3 separate regions of the Rattus norvegicus genome follow, and regions 1 and 3 are each linked to region 2. A link is a contact called in public Hi-C data. All regions are on one chromosome and are shown on one strand. The core of a region is the stretch at or near the end of the contact, and the rest is flanking DNA. Distances in the headings are between cores, read along the strand shown.

Region 1 (3,740 bases), core at 98-2,597, 310 kb after region 2:
AGAAGGAGGCATCATTCAAACTGGATGGGAAGAACCCTCAAGATCAATGCCTGTGAAAAGCACTGGATTGAAGAAAGAGGAAACTCTACTCCTGTATCAGCCTGGCCTTAGGAAGTGGTACACTCCCTGAAAATGGAGTAAGTCTTTGGAGTTCTTGGACAACACAGAGTCCTATCTGCTAAAGCTCATACTAATACTGCTACAGTTGTGGCAAGATCACACCACTTTCAAATAACATGCCACTGAATAACATCATCAAATATGGGAAAGATAGATGTTGGGTAAAAAGTTTTTGTAACCATATTATTTTTGACAATTTCACTCATCAAATAATGAAACATCCGCTTCAATATAGAGAGACTTGGTAAAGATGACAGGTCTTTAAAAAAAAAAGATTTCTTAATTTCTATGCATATGTACACGTCTGCCTATGTGTATGGACACATGCACAGGTGCCTGTGGAAGCTAGAAGAGGGTGTTGGATCACCTGGAGCTAAATTACAGGCGGCTGTGAACCACCTCAATGTGGGTACTGGGAACAAAGCTCAGGTCCTCTGCAAGAGCAAGAAGTGGTCTTCATCGAGGAGTTAACACTAGGCCCAAAATTAGTTTTACTTTAAGGAAATAAACTTCAGATTTAAAAGAATATTTTAAAATTTATTTATATGTATGCGTATTTGCTTGCTTGATTTATGTGTATCATGTGTGTGTAGGATCCTGCAGAAGCCAGAAGAGGGCTTCAGAATTCCTGGAAATTACAGGCTGCTTATTTGCACGGATTATTACCCGCAAATCTTAATTCATATTTAGAAGTATAATTTTTTTTTCTTGGTTAAATTCCCTTTTGTGCCCGCTCCCCCCCAAACCACACTGGAGTGTATCTGTGCCTTTTAGGTATTAATTCAATTTATCCTATCTTTACTGATTAAATAAAAACATGCACAGGGGAGTTGGGGATTTAGCTCAGTGGTAGGGCGCTTGCCTAGCAAACGCAAGGCCTTGGGTTCGGTCCCCAGCTCCGAAAAAAAAGAAAAAGAAAAAAACATGCACAGGAACAGAAGCCTTAATCAATAAAATACATCCACCCTGAAATATGCTTTTAATATCAATACATAGGAAAACAAGATAGAAGGCATAGGGAAGAAAACCTACAGGTAGGAGGCATTCTGGGCCCTGGAGGTCTGAGATTGTCAACCTCCCTCAGCCAGCGTGGAAAGGCTGTTCTCCCAGGCCGGAATCCAGAGTGCTTGGCGTTCCTACTTCCGGCCTCGGCCCCGCCCCGCAGTTGCTAGGAGACGTGATGTCACCGGAAGCGAGGCCTGGGATAGGCTGAGGCCTGGGGAAGCCTCTCCCACAAGGCAGCCTGGCTCCCGGCGCTGGCTCTCCAGCTGTTCTTAGGCCGGGGCGAGGGTCCGGAGAGGGAGAGCGGGCTGCGACTGGTCTCCGCTCCCCGGCCCCCTTCTCCGCGTCTATTGGTGCTTCCGTGGAGCCGGCAGCCTGGCTGGCCGCTTCCGGGCGGCTGCCCGCGCTCCTGACTGACAGGCGCCGTCCCCACTGCCCGCGCCACCCGCCACGTCCCCTCTCTCGGCCGGCGCATGGCGTGGCTGCGGACCGCTCTCTCGGAGTCCAGCAATATGTGGGTTCCCGGCTTCGGACCCGCGCGACTTCCCCGGCGTCCTGGGCTGGTGTCGTCCTCGATGCGGCCGCTGTGGCCGCTGCTTCTGTTTCTGCTGGTGGCCGTGCGGCCGGTGCGCGCCTGGGAGAGCGGAGACCTGGAGTTGTTCGACTTGGTGGAGGAGGTGCAGTTGAACTTCTATGAGTTCCTCGGGGTGCAGCAGGTAAGCGCGCCGGCCGCGGCGGAGGGGTAGAGGGGGACCTCCTCACTCAGCTGAGTCGTCTTGACCGCCATCTCTTCCCAGTCCACTGTCGGTCCAACTTCAGAAGTTCTGATCTAAGTGTTAGGCTGGACCGTGCAACTAGCTTGGGAGTGCTGATACCTTTTCTTTGGCTTTCTGGAGACCATCCTTCCCCCACCTCTGAAGCTGTGCTGAAGGAAGAAGGAAGAGAGGTGTAGGCAGACCGTTTTTTTTTTTTTAATACTTACCCAGTCTTAAGTGTGACACAGTAACCATGTATCACCCCAAATTGTCATCTTCCCACTTAAACATATTTTTACTTCATCTGCCTCCTCCCTCGTCCTTCCTGGGAAGACAGAAATACATTTTGCCCAGCGTCTGTTAGCAGTTTTCTTGCACTGTATTTTGTAATCGTTATAGCCAGCTGTTAGTGTTGGTGTTGCAGTTAGAGGTCTGGAAGAATTTGAAACCTCCTCCGGTTTGGTCTTAGGACTCATAGAAGCTGTGAAGCTTTCAGGGTTTGAGGTGTTTGGGGTGCTGTTGGAAGAGGAGCCCGGTATAGTATTGTGTATATGTCCTTTCCTCTCCATTCATTTCTGTTCTGGATGTAACTTGCATCTTTAACTTGTAAAATCTATTGTTCTCTTTTATTTCTACTTGAAAGTGAGTGAGGGGATTTGTTCAGGCTCTACCTCAAACAATGAACAGAAAAATGAAGACATGTCACTAACTTCATGATCATAAAATGAAAGAATTTCCCAAGCTCTGATTGAGTCCTTCACACAAGATATGAGTTGTGGAGCTAAAACAACAACAGCAACAACAACAACAACAACAGCAACAAAAGACACATTTAACAGAACTAGCTAAGAAATGTACCTCTTCCTGTACGTTATGAAATAGGAAACTTTCAAAGAAAATTAATTGGACTATTAAACAGAAGCTTAATTTTCATTCATTGCATTTTAATTCCATGATTGCATATAAAATTATTGAGTATAAAATTGCCACGGTACTGAACTTAACAGTTCTCATTTTTTAAGAGTTAAAAATATTATGTACAGTGGTTTTGTGGTCATTGTAAGGTGTTACCTTGTGCTACTTCCTGCTCATAGAGGAAAAAATATGCCTCATTTCCAAAGTAAATGATAATGCAGTGTATGTAACAATAGTTAGTGAGAATGTAAGTTTGAAGACTTTATTTAGGCTTAGGCTTTTGAGATAGGGTCTTCATGTAGCTTAGCCTATCCTCTAAACTGTTATTCTCCAGCCTCAGGCTCCTCCTGGATGTTGAGATTATAGGCTTTTCCCACTACACATGGTCAGAAGGTTCATTTCACTTTTTAACTCAAAAAAAAAAATCTAGATTAGGTAGAACAGAAAATAATTCCTTTAAATATTTTTCATTTATTTGTTTGTTTTTTATTTTATTTAAGTTAATTACCTCCTCTCTCCACACCCAAGGTTTCTCACTGTGCTGCACTGACTGGCCTGGAACTTACTAGGTTGACCAGGCTAGCCTCAAACTCATAGCTATCCATCCACCTACCTCAAGGAGTACTGGAATTGGCGACATGTGCCAATATCCCTGGTAGAATCCCTTCCATGTTAGTGTGTGTTTATCTACCTCTGTCAGTGCGTTTACATGTGTTTTCTTAGTACCACACCACAGTGCTTCTCTAGGTTTTGTTGTTGTTATTGTTTTGTTTGTAATATTTGACCTGCATGTCTGTGTGTTTACCACCTTGTGCCTGGCGCCCACAGAAGCCAGAATAGGACAGCTATCTGCTCCCCTGGGACTGGAATTACAAACAGTTGTGAGCTGCCTTGTGGCTGTTGAGAATCAAATCTGGGCCTTTGAAAGAACAACCAGTGCTCTTAACC
Region 2 (4,028 bases), core at 1,266-3,765:
CTTAAGGGCATCTATTTTTACATGCTACATGTTGCTGTTCTCTGCATTATGTTTGTGGTGAATTGTATAAAGTTGACTGTGATCCAAGTTTAGGTGGAAAAAAAAAACCATTCTTGCAGAAGAGTAGAAGTAGACTAGATAATAATTATTTTCATTCACACAACAACCACTGGGAAAAAACAAGGAGAAAAGGACTTTATAAAAAAGAAAGCTTGAAAAAGTAATTATTTGCTAACAGTTGGCTTCTTAAATGGCTATTTTTCTTTAAGTTTTATTTCGTCACATTTTATTTCATATATTTTTATTCTGAATGAGTTGAAGGACAGGAAATAGGAAAAAAAAAACTAGTGAAGAGGTCCAGGTGGTAAAGAAGGCTGATGACACATTAATGATTAAAACAGGGGAAAGGCACAGGGATAGTGGAAGACTGTCGGAGAGCAGGGACACTTTTGTCTGTTCACTGCTGTACCTGGCACCTGTACCAGTGCCTGACACTGTTGGATGTTCACTGGTTAAATAGTTCACTAGTTAAACACCCTTGAAAGCATGACCTCAAAAGATGTCTCCAGGGTTCCGTACTAGGATGCCATAATTGCCAGAATGACTGTAACATTAATCCATGGAATCTTAAACTTATTTCTTATGAAGAGCTTCCCCACCTCTACTGTGACCAGACTTACAAGTCTGTCCAGCCAAGGCGCAGACTTTTCCTAACCAAAACTTCCAGAGAAATACAAATTGATCCAGGAAAACTCCTTGGGGGGATAGCTGGCTATTCTGAGATTCTGCGGTCCCATTTCAGTACTCCAGGTCATTTTCCTCTAAGCTAAAGGAGGTTCATCCAGTTTTCATCCGAAGCACCGTCCAGGTGTGTCTTTAATAGTGTATAATTCCATCTGGGCACTCTTCAAAGTCCCGCAGCAGCGGGCCATGAATGCTATGACATTTACACATACTGGGAGGGGGGCGGGGCGGGGATCTGTGACTGGAGATCTGTAATTGAAGAACAATGTGGACTTTCATTTTCCTTATACACGTTAGGTGAATTCACATCACAGTACCAGTCCCTAGAAAGGAAGGCAGCACAGAGGAGAGAACTCTTTTTTTTCCTCTGAAAAATGAAATGGCAATCTGGCTTCCTCTTAGCTATTCCTTATGAGTTCTTGAGTCTAAATAAATAAATAAATAAATAAATAAATAAATAAATAAATAAATGCGAGTTGAGAACAGTTTTCCTTGTGTCCTGTGATGTGTTTATCCTCAACTCAGGACCTTGAAGTGATGCCTTTTATTTGCTGATTCAGCAAATATCTGCAACGCTCCCAGTATATTGTCAGTATATTGTTTCAGAGGAAACAGTGAACTCCTGGTTTGTTGTTTTTCGTTGTTGTTTGTTTTGTTTTGTTTTTCATACACTTACAGGAAGGAGAGAAAGCAATAAGCAAATATGTAAACTATAGAATGTTAGCAAAAGGTTTAAAATGTCACGGCTGTGGGAGGAAATTGGCAAGACAAGAAGCTCTAAGGCCGAACTCGAGTTCACATCTTGCCTTGCTAGTATTATTTATTTGCTATTACTTGTTTGTTTTCTCATTCCTGACCCGTTGTATGCGCAAACAGATGCCTTCCCTGATGACTTCTTAGACCCAACTTCTTCCCACGTTCCCTTTGGATAGTCTTAAATCATAGGTAGGACCCCAAACCTAATTCTAACGCAGGTCAGTCTCCCACCCTTACCCCCAGGCCCCAAGGCTCTCTCTGGTCACATTGCTTCTGCCAAGGGCTGTGCACCCCATCTGAGGAGGCCTCATAAATAAACTTGTTTATTTTCCTTTCTTTCCTTTTCTCCCCTTCCTTCCTTTTTATTTCTTTCCTTTTTTTTTTTCCTGACACAAGATGATGGTACAGGGAGCCAGAGCTTCCGATCATTTTGAGCACAAGAAAACAACAAAACCCAACGATCAAAACCCTAAAGCGGACAACGGCCGAGGGCTCGAATCTAAAGGAGAAGGTGACGCACAATCCAAACCCACGCCCCAGCTTTTTCCGTCTTGCAGCCCCGGGAAGGCCGCTGGGCCGCGGCTCGGCCGACAGACAAAGCGGCCCGCTGAGTCCGTGAACAGGCACAAAACGAAAGTCGGCCTCGGGGCCGGGAGGGAAGGCAGCGGAGGCGCCGCGGGCTCTGTCCCCACGCGCACCGACCCCCTTCTCCCGACGCCCTGCAAGCGGACGCCGCGCAGAACAAGGCCAGCTCCGTGCAGCGCGCGGCGGTGGCGCGGCCACCCTGCTCCCAGAGCCCAGTGGCAGCGGCGGGAAGGGCGCCCGCGGAGAGGCTCACAAGCCCGGGGCCCAGCGCCCCGCCGGGGACTAGCGCGGTCCGCGCGCGGAGGAGCACGGCGCCGGCGCGGAGGGAAACGCCGGTGTAGTGCGGCCAGCCCTGCACTTATAAGCCCGCGGCTCCGGGAGCTGCAGCCGTAGACCGAGCGCGGGGTGCTTATTGGTCAGCCTCCTGCCTTCTGTGAGCCTCGGGATCAGACATTTGCACTCCAGTGCCCCGGCGGCCGCCCAGCTGGAGCCCTTGGTGTCCGAGGCGGTCGCAGGGTGTCCCCGTGTGATGACTCCAGCATCGGGGAAGCCCTGGGCCTGGATTGCGTCCGAGGGTGACTGCGCCCACTTCCAGTGTCTGTTCCTCGTCACGACGTCCTTGGTCCCCTCTGTCCACTTAGGCTTGACAAGCAGGAGTTGCTTGGTGCTCCCTTCCCAAGCTGGAATGCTGTTCCGGTCAGGATGGTGAGGCGGAATGAGGCCCATGCAGGTAAAGTTGTCTAAAAGCACACCACACCCTCGAGAAGTGGCCCAGCATTAACTCGGTGTTAATACAGGTGACAACTCACACGGATCTAAAAGCATACCATGAGGAAAATCGCAGAAAAGACCGAGGCCAACTCGGGTCCATGACTATGAGGTTTACAAACTGTAAAGAGGGAAAGCATTTGCCTGGCCAGAAAATGAAAGTACACCGGAGGCTAAAAATAACTTTATATCTCAAAAGTACTGGTGGTTTCATCACAGCTGCCACAATCCACAGAACTGCAGACTGAAGGTACATGGAGTTCATTCTGTTCGAGCTATAAGCAAAATAACGTCCCCAAAAGTTGGCAGAGGTAGGGTGTGCACTTTGGGGGGAAGTTTTTTCTAGGGTAGGCGCCGGTAGGAGCATTATTTACTGCTTAGGAAATCTGAGCTTTAAGAGCACACAGTCTCAGAACTGAGTCCCCTAAAAGTTAGTGTACTAACAATAGAAAGAGTTTGTGCCTGGAGGACAATATGGCAATTTTGTTGTCTAAAGAACAACCCAGATTCTCTTAGCCCCACCAACCCTACCACCACCTCTGGTTTAGTATCCAGGGCTGGCCTTTCTGCAGATGGTCCCTCTCCTGGTCCCTCCCTGCCAAGTAACCCCCAACCATTGAGGGTGAGGGTTCCACATTGCTTCCTTATAGGGGGCTCTGACAGTGCCTCTATCTGCCCATGGCCCCAGCGCAAAGTTAGAACAGCAGGAGACAAACCTTCACAGAGGCGGGAAAACAATCACTGTGCAGTCTATCAGTTTCTACCACGGACACTCCCAAGGCCTGATGGGATTGCCTGGAAGCTGCGACTGAGTAGTCCGCTGTACTTTCTCTAACGCGCCACTTTGTATCTGTTTTCCTTTCTGTTTATCCTTGCTTTTCATGCCCTGGGATCCCATCTTTTCATCGAATCTCAGCACTTAAAACTGCCCTCGAGGTTAGCTTTTCTTTGGCAGTGTTTGGGTGTTACGTATACTTTCCTAAAGATTTCACAATCATAACAAAATTTTTTTTCTCGCTGTTTTGGCACCGGATGACTGTCTCTTTAAAGTGCTAGTTTAGGAAGCAGTCGGTTGAGATCCTTGCCAAATATTTGGGTTGGGAGGGAGATAAAAGTTTGGGCTTCTAGTTATTTGGTTTCCCTTGGTGTTTCCTCGTGCGAGTTAATTCCTACAT
Region 3 (3,857 bases), core at 21-2,520, 480 kb before region 2:
AGGGAAGTCTGCCAGTCTTCGTAAGAATCCAGCTTTTCATTCTGGGCTAAGAAACCCAGGAAAGTCAATGCAGATGTCTTCAGAATTCCCCTGGGACACCGCTGGGAGCCCACGCCCTGCAGTAAGGGGGAAACTGCTCAATCAGCCTGCACCTGAACACTGACGCTTCACTTGGTCATGACAGACATAAATGTGTCCCCTACTGCTGAAAGTGACTTTACACAGGTGATAAAAGTGAAGTCGTTGTCACTAGGGGACGGTGCTATACTCTAAGCAGTCCCAGTGTCCTCACAAAGATTGTAACAAAAGAAGCCAGGATGCCGGAAACAGAGGGCACAATGGGATGGATGTGCTGCTGCTGTGACCATCTTGAAGGCGAGGAAGGGACGTAAGCCAAAGAATGCAGATGTCTCTAGTCGAGAAGCTGCCATGGCCAATGGAAGTGACACACAACACACATACACACACAACATATATACACACAACATGCACACACACCATACACAACATATACACATACAACATACACACACAAAACATACACACACAACATACACATACCCACAACATACACAACACACACATACATACACAACATACACACACACAACACACACACAAAACATACACACACACAACATACACACACAACATACACACACACAACATACACACATAAAACATACACATACAATGTACACATACAACACACATACAACATACACATATGCACAAAACATACACACACAAAACATACACATACAATGTACACATACAACACACACAACATACACATATGCACAAAACATACACACATACTACACACAGGCATACACACAAATACACACACACACACACACACACACACACACACACACACACCATGCTTGCATGTGCACACTGGGACTACAGCTCACTGTTCCTCTGAGCTGACAAACACTCCTCACAGCACAGCACGGCCCAGGTCAGCAGCAGAGCCAAAGCCATGCTTGAAGAGTCCTGCAGGAAAGGGCTTGGCCTTGTTATCTTCACCAAATAAAAGTCGATTCCTTAGGGAACAGACAAGGAGAAGAGAACAAGAAAGGAGCTGGATGGAGCTATGTCAGTTACGTCATTCAACATTTCTGGGGATGGACCTCCAACAACAAAGCAACCATCTGAAAGTTTGCTTGTTGGTCTTGTGCTTGAGAAGCAATGTTACATTCTCTATGTCTGGAGAATAAAAAGAACGTTCCAGAAATAGTGCCAAGGGCAATGTTCAAAGTCAAGGCCATGTGGACAATGATTCACTTTCAAACATTTTCAAGGCAAACACAGGGGCACTGGTTCGTTTGAGACATGGCATGCTTAGGACGAAATTTCTGACCACATTTATTTCTGGGTATCACCAAGATAGAAGTCTAACACCCTGTGTTCTATTGGCAGAGAGCTAACTTATTAATTCCTCCGTCCATTCATTTTCTCATTCATTTAACAGCTAACGTTAAACGGGCATTATGAAAGTCAGGTATGGAGGCCCCCATCTGCAATACCAGCTCTCAGAGGGAGGAGGATGGTGAGCCCCAGGCCAGAGGCCAGACTGGCTTCTGCAGTGAGACCCTGTAGAAAATAATTCACAAGTGAACAGTATGTACCAGGCATACAGTAGCAACAAGGACAAAGGGCAGAAAATTCTGTTCCTTTCCCAAAAGTTTGGAGGCGTTTATAATTTTTCCTTCTTGAACCCTGAGATGTGGAATAGGAAGACAGGGAGAGACCTGGCGAGTAACAGAAGCACAAAGAGGGCTCCAGCTAAGCTGGGGGGTTGGAGAATGTGCCGCAAGATGAGGTGGGTAAAGGCGGCTTTGGGTGGGAAGAACTATTTACCAGGTAGATAACAAGCAAGGTGCCCTTTGCATTCAGAGAAATGGAGGAGGTAAGGAAAGAGCGGACATTCACATGGACGTAGAGTGCAATGGTGTGAGCAGGGTCGCGCTGGAGAGTCAGTATGGACAGGAAGGCAGAAAACAGTCTCCTGTAGCGTCCCGGACTAGGCAGACCCAGGTCCTCTGCAAGCGCGGGATAGCTTGACCACCGCACTGTCGCTTGGCAACAAGGTACCAACACCCAGCTCAGTGCCCCGCACGGGTAGTGGTAGATAAATACCCAGTGGCTAGCTGGATGCCTCACTAGAAAAGAGACGTGTCAACAGAAATGAAGACAGTTGCGAAGATTGGATAGTGGTCTGAGCAGATGGCATAACTCTGAACCAGTTCAGCCTCACCTCGTTGCGGGACTCCACGTCGCAGGCAGTGGCAGCCACAGTGAGCGCCGCGGTGCTCTGCACCACAGTGTTGGTGGAGTGCAGCGGGCCCAGCAGTGCGCGCATTATTTCGTGGTTCTGGATGATAGCTCGCAGAGGCTCCTGTATGGCCATGTTGGTCAGCACCGTGGCAGCATTGGCAACGGCTCCATCCCGCTTGCTCGACAGGATGTTTATCAGCGGGTCAATGGCATCTGCTTCTGCAGCAGCACTGTGAACAACAGAGAGAAAGGAATGCCATTCTCTCAATTTCAAGGCAGTATCAGAGGAGTTTGCAACCCACTTAGAAACAGGGTGGTTTGTCATGCAATGAGCCCAGAAGGAAATGCTACTGATCTAAGTGCAGTCTGGGATAAATGAGTGAAATTATGCAATCCTTTTGGGTTATAGAAAAATAAACCAAAACGTTTTAGTACTCTAAGTGCTGGGTGTTTGGTCAGTTACTATCCTCAGTGAAGATGATTTTAATTGTCAACAATCTAGAGTCACCAGAGAGGAGTCTAAGTTAAGCATTGTCTAGATTTGATTGAGTGTTTTGGGGGAATTATGTTGATTCTAGTCACTGATATGGGAAAACCTGACCACTGTGGGTGGCACCATTCCCTAGGCATGGGATTCTGAATTATGTGAGTGGAGAAAGCCAGCTGAGCACTCGTGTTCATGTATAATTTCATAGCTGTCTCCCCTTGACTGTGGGCGTGATACGACTGGCTGCTTCAGGTTTCTGCTGCCCTGGCTTCCTGAGAGAGTTGTACTCGACAAGGAAGTCAGTCATGCATGCATTTTGGCCAAGACAGGCTTATTACGACGGTTAAAGATGGGAGGCATTTCATGCAAGGGGCTGTACTGTTAAGTGCCTGAAAATATAACCCTGTGTAATAAGATATACGGAGCACACTGGCTCCAAAGGACCTACAGGGGCCAGACCTACCGGAGCTATCGTCTCAGCAACGGGGAGAGCAAGGAGTTCAAGACCTTTCCTGACTACAGAGTGAGCTCAAGTTTAGCCTGGGCTACTTGGTAAGACAGTCTCAAAAGAAAAAGCAAAAAGCATGAAGGGGCCTGGAGATGTGGCCGGCAGTAGAATGCTAACATAGCACACGCTTACCTATCACAGGCATGGCTCTAGGCTCAATCCCCAGCAACACAACAACCATGCCAACAATAACAACATCTACCATTTATCTTAGTTACCGTGTTAGTACAAGTCATCAAGACAGCAAAGATTATTGACACTCTAATAACTTGAACGTCTCGAGTTTGAACATCTCAAATTTATATGGCATGGACTCTTTATCACCTAGGATTGTGTCATAAAACCAGAAAGGGGGGAGGGGTAATGCTGTCTGGTGTAGTCCCTGGCGTCCCAATGCCTTTAACTCGATAGCATCACCTGAATCTGTTTACTGTGAGGGAGGACCAGTGTCCTTCAAAACAAAAGTCATGACAATCGTCCTGTCGATCCATCCATCCATCCATCCATCCATCCATCCATCCATCCATCCATCCATCCATCCATCCCAGAGAAGATTACAACTGAAATCTGGATAGGAAA

The links. Hi-C and Micro-C count contacts between places; a contact is called where the count stands out from the background.
Region 1: a contact with region 2 is called in a Hi-C map of Schwann cells, with 5 times the contacts expected there. The contact joins the promoter of Dnajc1 here to the enhancer-like site in region 2. A contact is called at or near these places in 3 of 12 Hi-C or Micro-C datasets (the A7r5 cell line, the Rat2 cell line and Schwann cells).
Region 3: a contact with region 2 is called in a Hi-C map of kidney, with 2.4 times the contacts expected there. The contact joins two enhancer-like sites. A contact is called at or near these places in 2 of 12 Hi-C or Micro-C datasets (the Rat2 cell line and kidney).

Annotation. Positions count from the first base shown.
Region 1 is chr17:86,018,039-86,021,778 of GRCr8, reverse strand. Dnajc1 (DnaJ heat shock protein family (Hsp40) member C1) reads left to right here and starts at 1,347. Exons shown (of 12, transcript NM_001400837.1): 1 at 1,347-1,838. The coding sequence starts at 1,596. LOC134482756 (a long non-coding RNA gene) reads left to right here and starts at 1,845. Exons shown (of 2, transcript XR_010059278.1): 1 at 1,845-3,740.
Region 2 is chr17:86,324,673-86,328,700 of GRCr8, reverse strand. No RefSeq gene overlaps it. Among named protein-coding and RNA genes, the nearest start is that of Spag6, 65 kb to the right of the region's middle. Within about 2 kb of position 2,515, at least 86 of the 93 cell types and tissues checked have an H3K27ac peak or open chromatin away from gene starts, as enhancers often do. A contact at or near this core is called in the A7r5 cell line, Schwann cells and kidney, where this site is marked.
Region 3 is chr17:86,799,929-86,803,785 of GRCr8, reverse strand. It overlaps Armc3 (armadillo repeat containing 3), which reads right to left. Exons shown (of 19, transcript NM_001287020.1): 11 at 2,264-2,513. Among named protein-coding and RNA genes, the nearest start is that of Pimregl1, 27 kb to the right of the region's middle. Within about 2 kb of position 1,270, at least 2 of the 93 cell types and tissues checked have an H3K27ac peak or open chromatin away from gene starts, as enhancers often do. A contact at or near this core is called in kidney, where this site is marked.